Regions from separate parts of the Mus musculus genome. Here region 1 is linked to region 2. A link is a contact called in public Hi-C data. All regions are on one chromosome and are shown on one strand. The core of a region is the stretch at or near the end of the contact, and the rest is flanking DNA. Distances in the headings are between cores, read along the strand shown.

Region 1 (7,224 bases), core at 4,534-7,033, 550 kb before region 2:
AGCTCTTAACGCTCAATGGCTTTTCTAGCCCAAAGTTCCAAAGTCCTTCCACAATTCCCCCCAAACCATGGTCGGATCAGGTCTGTCACAGAAATATCCCATTCCTGGTACCAATTTCTGTCTTAGTTTTATTGCTGTGATGAAACACCATGACCAAAAAGCCAGCTGGTTTTCAGCTTACACTTCCACATTGCTGCTCATCACCAAAGGAAGTCAGGACAAAACAGAACTCAAACAGGGCAGGGACCTAGATGCAGGAGCTGATGCAGTGGCTATGGAGGGGTGCTGCTTACTAGCTTGCTCTGCATGGCTTGCTCAGCCTGCTTTCTTATAGAACCCAGGACCACCAAGCCCAGGGATAGATGTCCCACAATGGGCTGGACTTGTCCCCATTGATCACTAATTGAGAAAATGGAAAATGCCTTATAGTTGGATCTCACGGAGGCATTTCTGAAGCTTCTTTCTCTCTGATGGCTCTAGCTTGTGTCAAGTTAACACAAAACCAGCCAGTACAGGGTCATCACAATATGAAGAACTGTATTCTTCCAGGGTCGAAGTATTAGGAAGGTAGAGAACCACTGTTTTAGAATACAGGGCATGAATGGCTATTGATGGCTTAGAGATGCGGGCTCAAATCCTCCTTCCCAGTGATTGGTTAGTAAAGCTGGATGAAGCCTGAGGCTCTGGGGATAGCCTTGTGGCCTAGGGCCCTAGTAGGGAATTAATGTATGAGGAACTGGCTGGAAGTATGAGCCAAGTCAGGGGTTGGGGGACTACCCTGGGTTCTGAACCTTAAATTCTGGTCTCTGTCCTCCCACCAGCTAGCCTGGATGCATAGAGGGACCAGGATTCAGTTCTCAAGAGGTTCAACCTGAGGCAGAGAGGCAGGAGCCCTTCAAACCCATAGGTGCCTGGTCCCACTCTGGCACACTGGGTCAGAATATGTGGCTCAAGGACTTTTATTTTTCAAATGTGCCCCTAGCTGAGTGACTGATATATAGCTGAGCCTGTGTGTCTGTGTTTGAGCACCCCAGGCTGCAACAGCTACTTGGAGTCATTGCCCAGAGCTGTTTGTAGCAGGCAGCATTGCTGTGGCATATTCTTGACAGAAAAAAAAAAAAAGACCCTGGCCCTCTCCTGTGCCCTCCCATCCCTCTGGTGCCAAGCAACTTAGCAGGCAGGGAATCTTGATCCTATTGCAGGCCATACGCTGGCTCTGATTTCTTTGCTTTAGCTTGGGCTCCCAAGAATGAGGCTCAGGAGAGGAGGCAGAGAGGCCTGGGCCTTGGGGAGACTCCTAGGTGTGGGGGCGGGGAGCAGGGTGGGAAGGAAGAGGCATCCTCTAGTGAGTCCTGGAGCGTAGGCTGTTCACACAAAATCTTCCTCAGGCATCCTGTGGGGCGGGAGTAGATATCTGGGTTACACTCAGGGGAGCTGGGTGTTAGCAGACAGGAATGGTTCTCCACTGAGGAGCTAAGATTTGCTTTGGGGATGTCTGGGACACTGGAATCCACTGCATGCTAGGTTAACTCCAGCACAGGGCTGTTCTCTGAACCCCTGTAGATACTGTGTTGCCCCAAGCACCTATTAAGCATGCTCAGATAGATCTATGAGCTGTCCTTGCTCACCTGGACTCTGGTAAATGAGGAGGGAGGGAGTTGCCCTATCTAGAGCCTCTCTGAGGCCCTGTTCCTTGAAGGCCTGTGTCAGCACCATCATTGTCACACCTGTTGTGGCTGGCATCTCTAGAGCATCCTGCTGGACACACCCAGAGAGGAAGCTTGCTGCCTGCCTCCAACTCAGGACCAAAGAAGCTGAAGGATGAACTCTGTCCAGCCCTTCCTCTAGGGCCTGGCAGGGGTGCAGCCTGCCCCATGGGCCCAGTGACGCAGAACCACAGTGGGGAGGCTGCTTGGGCTGGGGATGAGCCAGGGCCTATGGAGGCCCCTCTGTCCAGGCCAGATGGCCACTGGCAGCAGCGGGTGGGGCTGGCTGCCAATGTCTCAGGTCAGAGTCCTGGCTCAAGTGCCTTGCCCCATCCTGTCCAGCCAGGTCTGCAGCCACTGTTTGCTAAGATTAGTTTCTTCCCTGTAAGTGAAGTTCTGAAAAGCTGGTTTACTCGGACCAAACTCCAAGAAAGAGGCGTAGACAGTCAGGTCTTTCCTTACGGAGAATCACTGTCTTCTACAGTCAATTGACATCAGTGCCTAATTCCTTCCTTCCTTCCTTCCTTCCTTCCTTCCTTCCTTCCTTCCTTCCTTCCTCCCTCCCTCCCTCCCTCCCTCCCTCCCTCCCTCCCTCCCTCTCTCCCTCCTTCCCTCCCTCCCTCCCTCCCTTTCAAAGCAAACAGAAACATACCTATGAGCAAGGAGGTCAAGGTAGGTCCTCACCCTCACAAAGCCAAATTCTATTGCAAAGGACAAGAAACCCAGAGTAACAGGATCTATTGATGCAAATGAGGTCTAGGCACTTCTCGAAGGAGGGGACAGAGCCTGTAGCTCTTCCCTACTGCAGGGCACTGGTCACCTGATAGACACCTCTTTTAGACCTGTTGACAACCCCTAGTGTTGCTCTTCCTATGCTACAGATAAGCAATCTGAGCAGGGATAGCATTGGTCTCCACTCAGTGATATGCTCTAAGTCGGTGTGGGGGCTGAGATTTCCGGGTCCTTGACTCCTTTGTGGCACTGCCTCTTGAGACTTGAGCCCCTCCAACCCCCAACAGGGCCTCCTTCAGAAGGCGCTCCGTTACCCTATGCTCTGATCAAACTGCTTTTAAACACACCACATAGTCTAAAACCCGGTGGCGTCCTAAGGAGGTCATCCTGTTCGTGCCCCCCGCTTCTAGAGGACTCAGTTTTATAAGCCACATTTTCCCAATGGGTCTTTGGAGTTCCGTGAAACCGGGACCTGGCTATCTGATCTGTAAAACTTCCCACGGAAGCCCCATCTCTCTCGCTCCTGGTTACCTTTGTGTTGTTGCCTGTCCCAGACTCCTGCCCTTCTTCTGGATGACAGGGTCCTCCTCCCGTGCCTACTACCTCAGGGGACACAGCACGGGTATGCTCCCTGTCTCAGGGACAGGGCCAAGGGATGTCTGGGACTTGAGCAAAGGGGTTCAACAAGCCCAAGTGAGCTAAGGTTCGAAGGAAGCCTCATGATTTCCTGGCCCTGGGGTCTTTCTGTGGCAGGGAAAGCACCCAGCTAGCGGAATGGTGTGTACAAAGAGGAAGAGGATGTGAAAGGATCAAGAAATTGGGGATGAGCGAAGTGTGTGTGTGTGGTAGCTATGTGTCAAAGTAAGGGACTGGGGCTTTGGTTTGAGGAGCCAGGCAGGTAGGAAAGGACAAGTAGCTTCCCAGGGAACTCTGGGGGGTGGGGGTGGGAGGAGGGAAGATCTTGAGTGGATTTGTATGAGTTGTGTGACCTCCGTGAGCCCCAGTTTCCTCTCTGGGGTTTGGAAGTGATACCAACCCACAGGGACCTTCCCAGCTTCGCATAGACTTAATTCTGTGCTACTGTTGTCTTACAGTACTAACAAGCAATCAGACTGCAGAGGAAGATAGGGAGTTTCTCTAATGCCCGATCTCTTATCCTGTCTAGCATCCCCGTGCAGTGTTCTGGAAGCCCTTTGAGAGGTGCAGGTCCTAGGGAACTCTGTTCATAGGGGAGCCTGGGCTGACATACTCTTCTTCACCTTCAAGCCCTTTCTCTTGTGCAACCCCATCCAGGGCAGGCTGCTATCATGGACCCGAGATTGAGTGCGGATGTGGCCCAGCTCGGAGGGGTGTGGGATTGGTTGGATCAGTGGGATCAACATGGCCTCTAGGGCCATGGGGGAGCCAGAGGGTAGCTCATTGGGGTCCAGGTTGGTGTCACTCCAGCCCTCAGAACTCTCGCTGTGGCCCTCTGGACTCGTGGCTTCATCCTCAGATAGGGTGACCATCTCTGCCATATCGTCCCCAGTGCTGCTCTCTAAGTCCCCTGACTCTCCATCAACGGCCTGCTCAAACCTGTTGGTTGTACGGGAATCCTTCGCATCCTCCAGCTTCATCTTGGAGCCCACAGCAGAGGCAATGCAGGGCTGTGCCACAGGCTCAGCAGGAATCTTGGCTCTGCCCTGGCCAGTCCAGAAAAGGGTGAACTCTTGGCGGCAGGTGGCCACAGCAAGGCTGGTGAGCAGAGTGCTGGACACTAAGTAGAGCAGGGCAGGCTGGCCCATCTGCATGAGGATCATGGCGACAAAGGTGACCAGCAGGCCCACGGCATAGGCCACTGTACAGGCCATATAGTAGACCTGGCGAGATTGGACTTGCATGTCGAAGCGGTGACAGTAGGCCACTAGGAAGCCAGGGACAACAATGTCCCCAAAGCCAAGGATGGAGAAGGGCTGGTTGCACAACGTCAAGGCGGAAAAGCTTAGCCGGGGCACCTTGAGCACCATTGGTAACCTCTCGTGGCTTGAAGAATCTGCTGGACCTGATGCCACTTCTACCATAATGCTCTCACCAGTCTTGGTGAACAGGGGAGTGATAAAGACAAAGAAGACATCGAAGGCTAGTAGGGCCAGCAGGAACAAAGTGCAGTTCTTGAACGTGGGCAGCCGTACCCGCCTCAGGACAAAAAGGCAGTAGGCGACACCCAAAGTGTCCTGCAGGAGCCATGCCCAATGGTCCTCATTTCGGTGGATGACCCAGAGGACAGTCACCATGGCACACAGGCCTGCCAGCAGTAGTAATGGCCATGTTACAGAAACCCGTTGTCCAGGCAAGACCCACTGGTATCGCCATAGGGGCAGGTGGCACAGTATGGGTGCCAGGCAGCTGTAGAGGCCGGTACTGGCACCCAGGCTAAAGATCCCAATCATGACGTAGACAAAGCAGTCATAGAAAAAATACAGCAGGATCATGATGGAGCAGGACATGGTGACCACAGCGCCCGTCATGGCTGGTGTGAAATCCATAGGTGCATCTTCAAAGTCGTCATCTTCCCAGGCCCTTTGGGACCTCTCAGCTGCCACTGTTTGTTGTTGATTGTGACCACCAAGCCCCCCTCCTCTTTGGGCCTGGCGCCTCTGCAGCTTGTTTGCCTCCATCAAACCAGCCCAGTAGCCACCTGCAGCAACAGTACCCACTGCCAAGATGAAGATAATCGCCATGTTATAGTCAGTAACAGGCTCGAGGGGTGCAAACATGGCTACTCGGACATCGGTGTCACCGTAAGTGTGGCTGACAATGTCCAACATGTCAGTGTAGCGGAGCACGGCCACTGGGATGGTGAGGGCAGGCCAGGGCTTGCTGGGGTCCTGGGGCTTTGAGATGGTGTCTGAACACTGTTGATTCCTGGCCCGGCTCACAATGAGCAACCCCTGGGCGCCTTGATCTTGAGCCAGCCAGCCCTTGGCATAGAAGCTACAGTTGCCACGCGTGACCATGGTAGTAGTCTGGTGCAGGGGTCGCTGTCTAGGGGAACTGTCCTGGGCCTGGTGGAAAGAGTCTTCATCTGGACACCAGGGTGTCTTGGTGCCATCATGCAGGGACAGAAGTGGGGCATGGTGCAGGTCCCGGGGGAGGTTGACGTAGTCAGAGCTGTACAGGACACAGTAGTCCTTGCTCCAGTTCTTTGACACGACTCGGACCAGGCCGTATTCTCCCCGGGCCTCGGGGCTGAGGAGGAGGAGGAGGAAGAGGAGGAGGAGTGAGCCCAAGGGGTGGAGGGAACCCAGGCATGCCATCCTCCTCAGACGCCTGCTTCCTCCCAAGGAAGCAGCTGCCCACAGCTCTATTACCCTCCCAGGGGAAGGGTGTGGCTCTTGGTCACAAAGCAGCTTGGCCACTTCTCCTGGAAACCAGAGCCACACCTACCTACCCTGTCATAAAGTGAGGTAGAGCACTCAGTGGGACACAGGCCCCTGGCCCCTCTCAGATCATCTCCCAATCCTGGCTCCAGTAGGGAGGGAGCTCATTTGAGCTCTCATCTCTGCCCAGGCCTCAGTACAGCTAGCCCGGGAAGGTTGAAGTGTGTGTGGAGGGGTGTGGAGGGACGAATTCAGGAGTGGCTGCCTCTGCTCCTGGGAGGGAGTGGACAGCAGGGAACTGAGCAGACACAGCCTTTATAGAGAGATTTTTAGGGGGTGAAGCTTTCTAGGGCAGAGATATCCAGGGTGAGGATGAGGAGTAGTAGGATGTCTGAGCTGGGAGAGGTCAGGGATTGGTGAGTTTTCCTGTTCAGATTTTTTTTTTACCTAAAATTAGCATAATCTGAGGAGGGGTCTTGTTGAGGAGCTGGAGATGACCCTTGTGACAGTTACAGAGTCTGGAAACACCATTATGACAGTTAGGGAGGTCTGGGGGTTGGGCCTGGCTGCCGGAGCTCCTCAGGTGAGGGCCTGGACACTTTTCTCCTTGGGGCTTTACAAAGTTTACTAAGTATAAAAAGTTTACAGCATTTACAAGGCTAGTTCCCTGCTGCGTGGGTGGCATGAGCAGCCAACCCAGGGTCTCACTCTGCAGCCCTGGCTGTCCTGGAGCTCACTCTGTAGACCAGGCTAGCCTTGGACTCTCAGAGGATCTGCCTGCCTCTGCTTCTTGAGTGTGGGTGGTGCTACTTCTAGGAGGGTAGTCATGGGTTCTATAAAAAGGCAGGCTGAGCACGCTATAGGGAGCAAGCCAGTAAACAGCACCCCTCCATGGCCTCCTCTTCAGCCCCATGGCTGAGTTTCTGCTTTGGTTTACCCTGATGGTGGACCTGTAACCTGTAAGTCCTTCCTTCCTAAGTTGTTTTCACTCATGGTGTTTTATCATAGGAACAGATATCAAACCAGGACAGTGTATCGCATATGTGTACAGATGTGTGTAGGAGCGAATGCCTGTGCATGTTCAGAGGAGACCAGAGGAGGGCCCTGGGTACATCTTCCTCATCATTCTATCTCCCTCTGGCTCATTCTCTTGAGGCAGGGGCTTGGAGCTAGGCTGGCAGCTAGCAAGCCCCAGTGATCCTGTCTTTCCCTCCCACAGGGCTGAGATGACACGTGTGTGTGGCCACACCCCATTTTTAAAGATCTGGGTGCTGGGAACCTATCCTTAGGTCCTTAAGGTTTCCCAGCAAGCACTTTCAGACACTGCATTCTCGCTCCAGGCCCTGGCCCTGCATCATTAGCTGCAGAGTAATGAGGACATCACACCTCTAGGCTCCTGAGTGCTAAGCCTGATGAAGAATGCATGC
Region 2 (7,043 bases), core at 168-2,667:
CCCATCAGGACTAGAGAGACTAAGGCAGGAAGAGAATCATGAGTTTGGGGCTAGCCTGGGCTACAGAGTTCTTGAAAAAAAAAAAAAGACAATTTGCTCCTGAGAGGGAGCTAAGCCTGCTGGTAACGTCGTCGGAAACAAGTTCAGCTTTAGGCTACCGCCTCCCAGCTCTGAGACTTTGGGATGGCTTAACTTCTCTGCAGCTGATTCTTAGGAGCTCTGTGAAGACAAATGGATTCCCTGCCTGCTGTGTTGAGCGCTGTATCCCACTGGCGGGGCTCATTTCAGGGTCAACATTTGTTCTCAGAGGGAGGCTTGTCTGCAGCATCCATGGGCACTTCCCTGTCTCTTTCCCCTCTCTTTCATTGAGTCATTCATCCCCGTGCCCCACTGTTTGCCATATGCTAAGCAAGCTAGTTAAGTCGGTGATGCTGCAGCATCTGGTCCACTAAGTTGCCTGTCAGCTCCACAAACCAGAACCTGCTGCCCCTTAAAAAAAAAAAAAAAAAAAAAAAAAGGTCTGGGAACACAGGGAACTCTCCTACTGCTGATGGACAAACAAGGCAGATTCTGAACCAAAGGAACCCAAGCCGACATTCAGGCTGTACCAAGAAAAAGAGAATGGTGCCTGCTAACTCCGAGAGGGAGGCTAGGTCATCTAAGGGACGGCATTTCGCAAAACCAAACTTTAAATCCACGTCTTCTTGGACATGGGCTGCTTCTGCCCTCTAGTGGCTGCTGGCTAGCACAGCAAGTACCAGCTTCAGGCAGTTGAGCTTTGTTTCCAGACTTCTAAATTACACTATGTTTCTCTACCATGCTTGACCCGTAATTACCTTTCCTCGAAATGTATCTTGTTTAATGATAGTAATTTCTAAATATTTTTTCGGCACCATTCTAAAGTATTGCCATGCTATAGTAGGTAGGTAGGTCTTCTTTGTGAGCATGTAACAGAAACACAACTCAAATTTGTTTATGTAAGAAGGGATACTCACTGAGTCCCAGAGAGAGGAAAAGAAGGTGTGTGTGGGTCCTTGAAGGTTGTTTCTGGACTGGATTCTGGACTCCACAGACTTTCTACAAAAGATTGGAGCTGCACAGGGGCCCACAGAAATCAAAATGCAGGGTATAGGTCCTGAGCAAAGTCCCACAGCTCTGCAGAGTTACAATCAGAATATAAGCACAAACCCTGCAGCCCAGGGGCAGGATGTGTAGGTCCTCTTTAGAAACTAAGGTTGTCCTGTTCTCAGAAAGGAAGGGAGGTATCAGGGTTCTGCCCATTGGTCCGCCTTACACCTTGCCTTCCAGACCCATCTACCATTTCTACCTAAAGCCTGCACAGTTTGCACAGTTCAAACCGGCATATTTCCTGGAGAGTGATGATGTCACAGAACCAGAGTTCCAGAAGGCTGAGGTGGCCAAGAACACATGCCTTCTTGAGACGAAGGAGAACTATTAGCCAGATGGGGCCAGAGAGTGCTTGGTAAGGAAGAGGAGGCTCCTGCCACAAACCATCTTGTCCTGTAGATCCTCCCAGAAGGGCCTGGGCTGGCTGCGAGCTAGGGCCAGAGAGGTATGCTTTGAAGCTGGATAGGGCCACATTCGGGGACTACTATCACCCCAAAGGGAATCCCTGAGGGGCTCCATGGGCCAAGCCAGACATTCCTGCATCCCAAGGCTTGGGGAAGCCTATCTCTGAGGTGCATTCTGCATCAGAGTAGGGAGGGCTGCAGGACATATCTGAATTAAACAGATATTTGCTATTTACCGGAAAGTCTGATTTAACAGGACTTCATCTGTTCTATTTGCAACACCAGAGCAGGGTAGTGAGAGCATCCAGAGAATGTCCTAAGTGCATGCTGTGTGACAAGGACAAATCAAGAGACCAGAAGGCAAGCAAAGCCGCCGGAGAGGCCACGTCATCCCTACATATGATGAAGGAGAGGGAGGGATCCTGGCCTTTGCCCTCAGCATCATACACCTAGTTTAAAGAGAAAGACACACATCCTAGGGCAGGACCAGCCCACGTGTGCGCTCACAGAATGAACATTTTGAAGGACAGAACCCAGTTATTTTATAGATGTTTCCTTCTGTTTAGGTTCATTTCTTTATGCTTGGACCCAGGCTTCCCATCTGTGGCCAGAACACCTCATTAGAGCTTATGCATCTTGAGGTTTCCCATCCAGAGGTGCAGAGTGTCCCTTTGTCCCTCACTGATAATGTTAATTTTAATTGCAAAGTCAAAACATTGGGTTTTGCTACGCAATACGGGAATGACCAAGGCCATGTATATAAGCCCTGATATTTTTCCAGCTTCCACCAACTCAGACCAGCCCCAATAGTAGTCATTATTCAAACCAATCACTGCCCAGGCTATGCTCCTACTGTAGCCTGGGAATCTGCCACATTTATAGGAGTCCTGGTTCCATTCTGTAAGGAATGTGAAACCATATCTTTTTGTTTATTATTTATCTTATTCATTACACCGTTCTGATTGGGCAAGTATTAGTAAATAGATCTTCATTTCACACATGGGAACCAGAGAAGTAAGTATGTTGTTCAAAGTCATACAGCAGCCCAGCCTTTGATAGCTGGTAGTGGGTGGGAATTCAGAGTCCTTGATCTTCAAACACACACACACACACACACACACACACACACACACACACACACACACATACACAGGCATACACACCATTAAAGCGAAGATTATTTATATAATACGATTATATTCGCTTGTTTTCTGATATGCATTTATACAGAAACAAAACAATAAAACCTACAAGCAGCCCTCCAGGAATGGCATGAGGCAGAGGTTGCAGTGGTGAAGGTCATATGTCATGTATCTGGGAGTATGGGTTGGGGCATATTGGCATCCCGTGTCCCTGCCCTTCCTCTGAAGGCACACGCTCAATCCATACCACAAATGCTGGTGAAACAAAATCTGCTCTAACTTTTGCCAACCTCACTCCCCATCCTGCTACCCAAACGTTGCTTGTGCCTAAATACCCATGAGAGGAGGACCAGCCACTGAAGCCAGAGTGGTCTTGATTTTGAACTCTTGAATCTGAGCAATGGGTATATGGAGGATCAGGAGATTTCTCTCTCTCTCAATCTTTCTCTCTCTCCTCTTATGTTAAATTTTCCGAGACAAAAAACATGATACGAACATAAAAGAACAGGCCCTTACCTGTGATACTAAGGCTCTGGTAGTAGAGGCAGGAGGATTGCTGAAAGCTGGCTACATACTGAGTTCCAGGGTAGGCTCGGGGTGTATGTACATCGAGGTTGAGGAGTGGGGAGCACTGAAACTTACCAGGTATTGAACATTGAGTGAGCGAGGAAATTTGGTTTCTCTCTCAGATCCCCCAGGCTCTCAGAGACTGCCTAGTGCCCTGTCTCCTTGGACAATGTTGAAGGCACTGTTCATCTGTGTGGCAAGCTGCCTTCTGGTAGTGAATGATGGCAACATCATCCATCGCTGTAGTTTGGCCAAGATTCTGTATGAAGAGGACTTGGATGGGTTTGAGGGCTACTCCCTGCCTGACTGTGAGTGTCATCTCCTTGGCTCCTTCCTCCCCACCCCTCCTCTGGATCTCTTACCTGCCTTCCTTCGCCATTTGTCTTTCCAAGTTGAGTTCAGAGAACCATCTCCCTGCAACAAGAAGCCTCTCCCAACATGTCACATCTCAGCCAGTAGCTATTAACTGAGCTCTTACCATGCACTACTGCTTTGGAGGTGAACCAAATTCTTTCCCTCACAGAGCTTACATTCTAGCACAGCAGCGAGCACTCACGCGGATACCCAGTGTTGGCTGGTGGCGGCATGTGCGTGAAGAATGTGGTGCAGGCATGCAGTTCCCAGAGTTGAAGGCAAGAGGATTGCTCTGAGGCCAGCCAGGGCTCGGTAGCAAGTTCTTGTCTCAAACAAGCAAAGGAGAAGCTTAAGGGGGTCAGCAGATGGCTCAGGGGGTGAAAGCACCTGTCACATTGTAAGCATGACAACTTGAGTTTGATCCTTAAAATAATGACTTACAACAACAACAACAACAACAACGTGGGAGCCAGAGAAACGCTCAGCAGTTGTGAGCATGCTCTGCCCATCCAGAAAACCTGAGTTTGGGTCCCATATGAAGCAGCCTATCTGCGACTCCATCTCCACGGGACCTGACACTTCTGGCCTCCACGGGCACCCTGCAGTCACATGCACATACACACAGTCATGCATATGCATAGTTAAAAAACGATTTCTTATGCATCTATAATCCCAGCACTCGTGGAGAAATGGGTGGCAGAGAGAGAGAGAGAAAAACCAACCTGAAGCTCCCAGGCCCAGCTAGTGTGGAATACACAGTGCAGCCGCAGAAATGGGAGAGGTCCTGAAGGACAGAACTGACTTCAACATGTTCTCTCTCTCTCTCTCTCTCTCTCTCTCTATCTCCCTCCCTCCCTTTCCCTTTCCCTCTATCTCTCCCTCTCCCTACTTCCCTCTCTCCCTCCCTCTGACTCTCTCCTTTCTCCTGTCTTCCTCTTTCTCTCTCTCACACACATGTACATGGGTAACACTGTGGAAACTGAAGTCAGGGGAAGGCTCCGAGGAAGTGGCAATGGGCCGTGCTGAATGAAAGAACCACATGACCAGAAGAAAAGTATTCCAGGCCAAAGGAACAGCCAATGCAAAGGCTGTGTGGGAGGGAACTCTCTGCTCCATCTAAAATTTGTACATACATGCCTTTTGATATGTTCTCCACTTCTCCTGTTCGCTTGCTCTCCCCTTTGCTCCACCCCCTCAGCCCCCTCTCTCTCTGTGTTAAACCCATACTTTTGTACTTTTGTTCAATCTGTACTAGGCCCCTTGAAGTCAATACGAGCCTGTTTGGCTGTGCATAGCTCCTGGCAAACAGTAGGTACTCAGCAAATGCATAAAACATAAGTAGGTGGAAAGATGGGGGGATGGCTATAAAATGGAGGGGGAAATGGACCGAAGGATGGGACAGATAAGCCTATGGCTTTTTCTAGCTCTTCAGGCATAGCTAGGCTCTTGGGCCTTGTTCTCTCTCCTGATACCTTGCTTCCACCCCCTTTTATGTCAACTCCCTACCCACTCAGTCTAGATCCTTGCTAAAGAGCCTCCCTCTTCTCTCTTTTCTAAGGGCTGTGCTTGGCTTTTGTGGAAAGCAACTTCAACATATCAAAGGTGAACGAGAACGTTGATGGTAGCTTCGACTATGGCATCTTCCAGATCAACAGTCGTTACTGGTGCAACGACTACCAGAGTCATTCGGAGAACTTCTGCCATGTCGACTGTCAAGGTCTGGCTGGGAGCCCTAGGGTGGGAGAGGTGAGAGAGGAGACTAGGCTCTACTTACAGGACCTTTCTTCCCAGGCACTGCCTGAGTATGTCCTTCCAGGGATGGTTTAAAGAGCAAGGAATCCCTTGACTGAGCAGATGAATAACCCCACAGTTGTTCCATCCTTGCAAGAGGTCTGAGGGTCCCTTGGGCCCAGAAAGACTTTTCATAGCCAGGCGTGGCCTTGCTGTCACACTGACAACATGCTATATAGTAAGCAGAGATATGCACAGGCATTTTATCCGCCCTTCCACACAGTAGAAACTGTTTATGAGCCCCACTTCTCAGATGAGCAAACTCAGGCTCAGAGGAGAACCAAGGTATGATGATGTCATCTAGTACCATCCACTCGGCAGGCTGGACTGGGAGGAGTGTCAGAGTCCAGAAACTCAAGGCTGGCCTGGCGTCATACAATGAGATACTATCTGAGGAAGAGAGGAAGAAAGGGAAGAAGGGAGTAGTAGGGGGGAGGGAAGAAGAGAGGAGGGAGAGGGAGGCAGTTAGTCTAAAAATGAATGTGACTTGTGGCTTGAAATACCCAGGCTAATGGCAGATCAAAAGCTGAGTACAAAGTCCCTGTCTCAAAGCTAATCCAAGAGGCTTGACGGGGTGGCTGCATCCTTCCTACCCTGATATCCCTGGGCTTCTCACCTATAGAAGCCTCCTTTCTCCATTAAGCAGGACCATTTTTGGTCTCTGCGTTGTCTGTTTTGGCATCCCTCATGCCAGAAATCCTGCAGACTTTGGGTGAGCCACTACCTACCTTGACTAGAGAAAGAGCAGGGACCAAAGTCCAGTCTCCTCCTGGCCCCGCTTCTCATCTCTGCCAGCCACTGTAGGGCTATCTAAGTGGTCCCTAGGATGGAGGCCTTGACTAACCTGGAAGTGCTCAAGCCTTAGGTCAACAAGACAGTGTTCGTCTGGTCCTTGGGATTAGCCTTTGTACCCATCACAGGTAACCTCTTCCTTCTTTTCAGAACTACTGAGTCCCAACCTCATTTCAACCATTCACTGTGCAAAAAAGATTGTGTCTGGACCAGGAGGGATGAAGAACTGGTGAGGAGAATGTGGGAGAACTGGTGGGAGGACTGGTAGGAGGACTACTGGGAGGACTCATGGGTTGAAGCTAGTGGGCAGAGCTCCAAGAAGGACATGACAGAGCAAGGAGCAGCAGCCAAAGAGTTGTGGGCAACCCCTTACAGAGCTTAAGAAAAATGTGGGATTGGAGAGATGGCTGAGTGGTTAATACCACTGGCTGCTTTTCCAGAGGACCCTGGTTCAATTCCTCGAACCACAGGTCAGATCACAATCACCAGCAACTCCAGTCGTAGGGGAATCACCACTCTCTCCTGGCCTCCACTGGTCCTGCTCATACCTCCACCCAGCAAACACTCTTACATACAAAAGAAACATTAAAAAAATCTCAAAAAATTAAAATAAAAGGAAAAAGATGGGGGTACTGGATGGCCTTAGTACTCTTTGTCCTAATACCCATGTTGGTTCCTTCTCTAATATTGTATTAATAACTTCTGATTGTAATAAGAGAAAGCAACTTGAGCTGGCAGAGGGAACCTTTTTTATTCATACATTTAGATGCTTTTGGTTATTTATTTTTAGTGAATGTGTATGTGTTTGTGTGTGTGTGTGTGTGGGGGGAGGGTAACTCCTGCACACTTCTGCATAAATGTGTGT

What was found. Hi-C and Micro-C count contacts between places; a contact is called where the count stands out from the background.
Region 1: a contact with region 2 is called in a Hi-C map of cerebral cortex, with 2.7 times the contacts expected there. The contact joins the promoter of Sppl2c here to the promoter of Lyzl6 in region 2. A contact is called at or near these places in 14 of 39 promoter capture datasets (the 3T3-L1 cell line, the C10 cell line, cranial neural crest and 7 more), 2 of 15 datasets of contacts at CTCF or cohesin (embryonic stem cells and large pre-B cells), 16 of 484 Hi-C or Micro-C datasets (the G1E-ER4 cell line, the HL-1 cell line, the N1E-115 cell line and 8 more), 2 of 115 datasets of contacts at active chromatin or transcription factors (bone marrow-derived dendritic cells and embryonic hindbrain) and 4 of 9 other capture datasets (adipose tissue, embryonic stem cells, liver and 1 more).

Annotation. Positions count from the first base shown.
Region 1 is chr11:104,184,886-104,192,109 of GRCm38.p6, reverse strand. It overlaps Sppl2c (signal peptide peptidase 2C), which reads right to left and starts at 5,783. Exons shown (of 1, transcript NM_199019.2): 1 at 3,559-5,783. The coding sequence starts at 5,734. The coding sequence ends at 3,662.
Region 2 is chr11:103,633,264-103,640,306 of GRCm38.p6, reverse strand. Lyzl6 (lysozyme-like 6) reads left to right here and starts at 1,417. Exons shown (of 5, transcript NM_001356472.2): 1 at 1,417-1,483; 2 at 3,364-3,549; 3 at 5,154-5,312; 4 at 6,329-6,407. The coding sequence starts at 3,411. It overlaps 1700072I22Rik (RIKEN cDNA 1700072I22 gene), which reads right to left and starts at 1,371. Exons shown (of 2, transcript NR_131143.1): 1 at 996-1,371.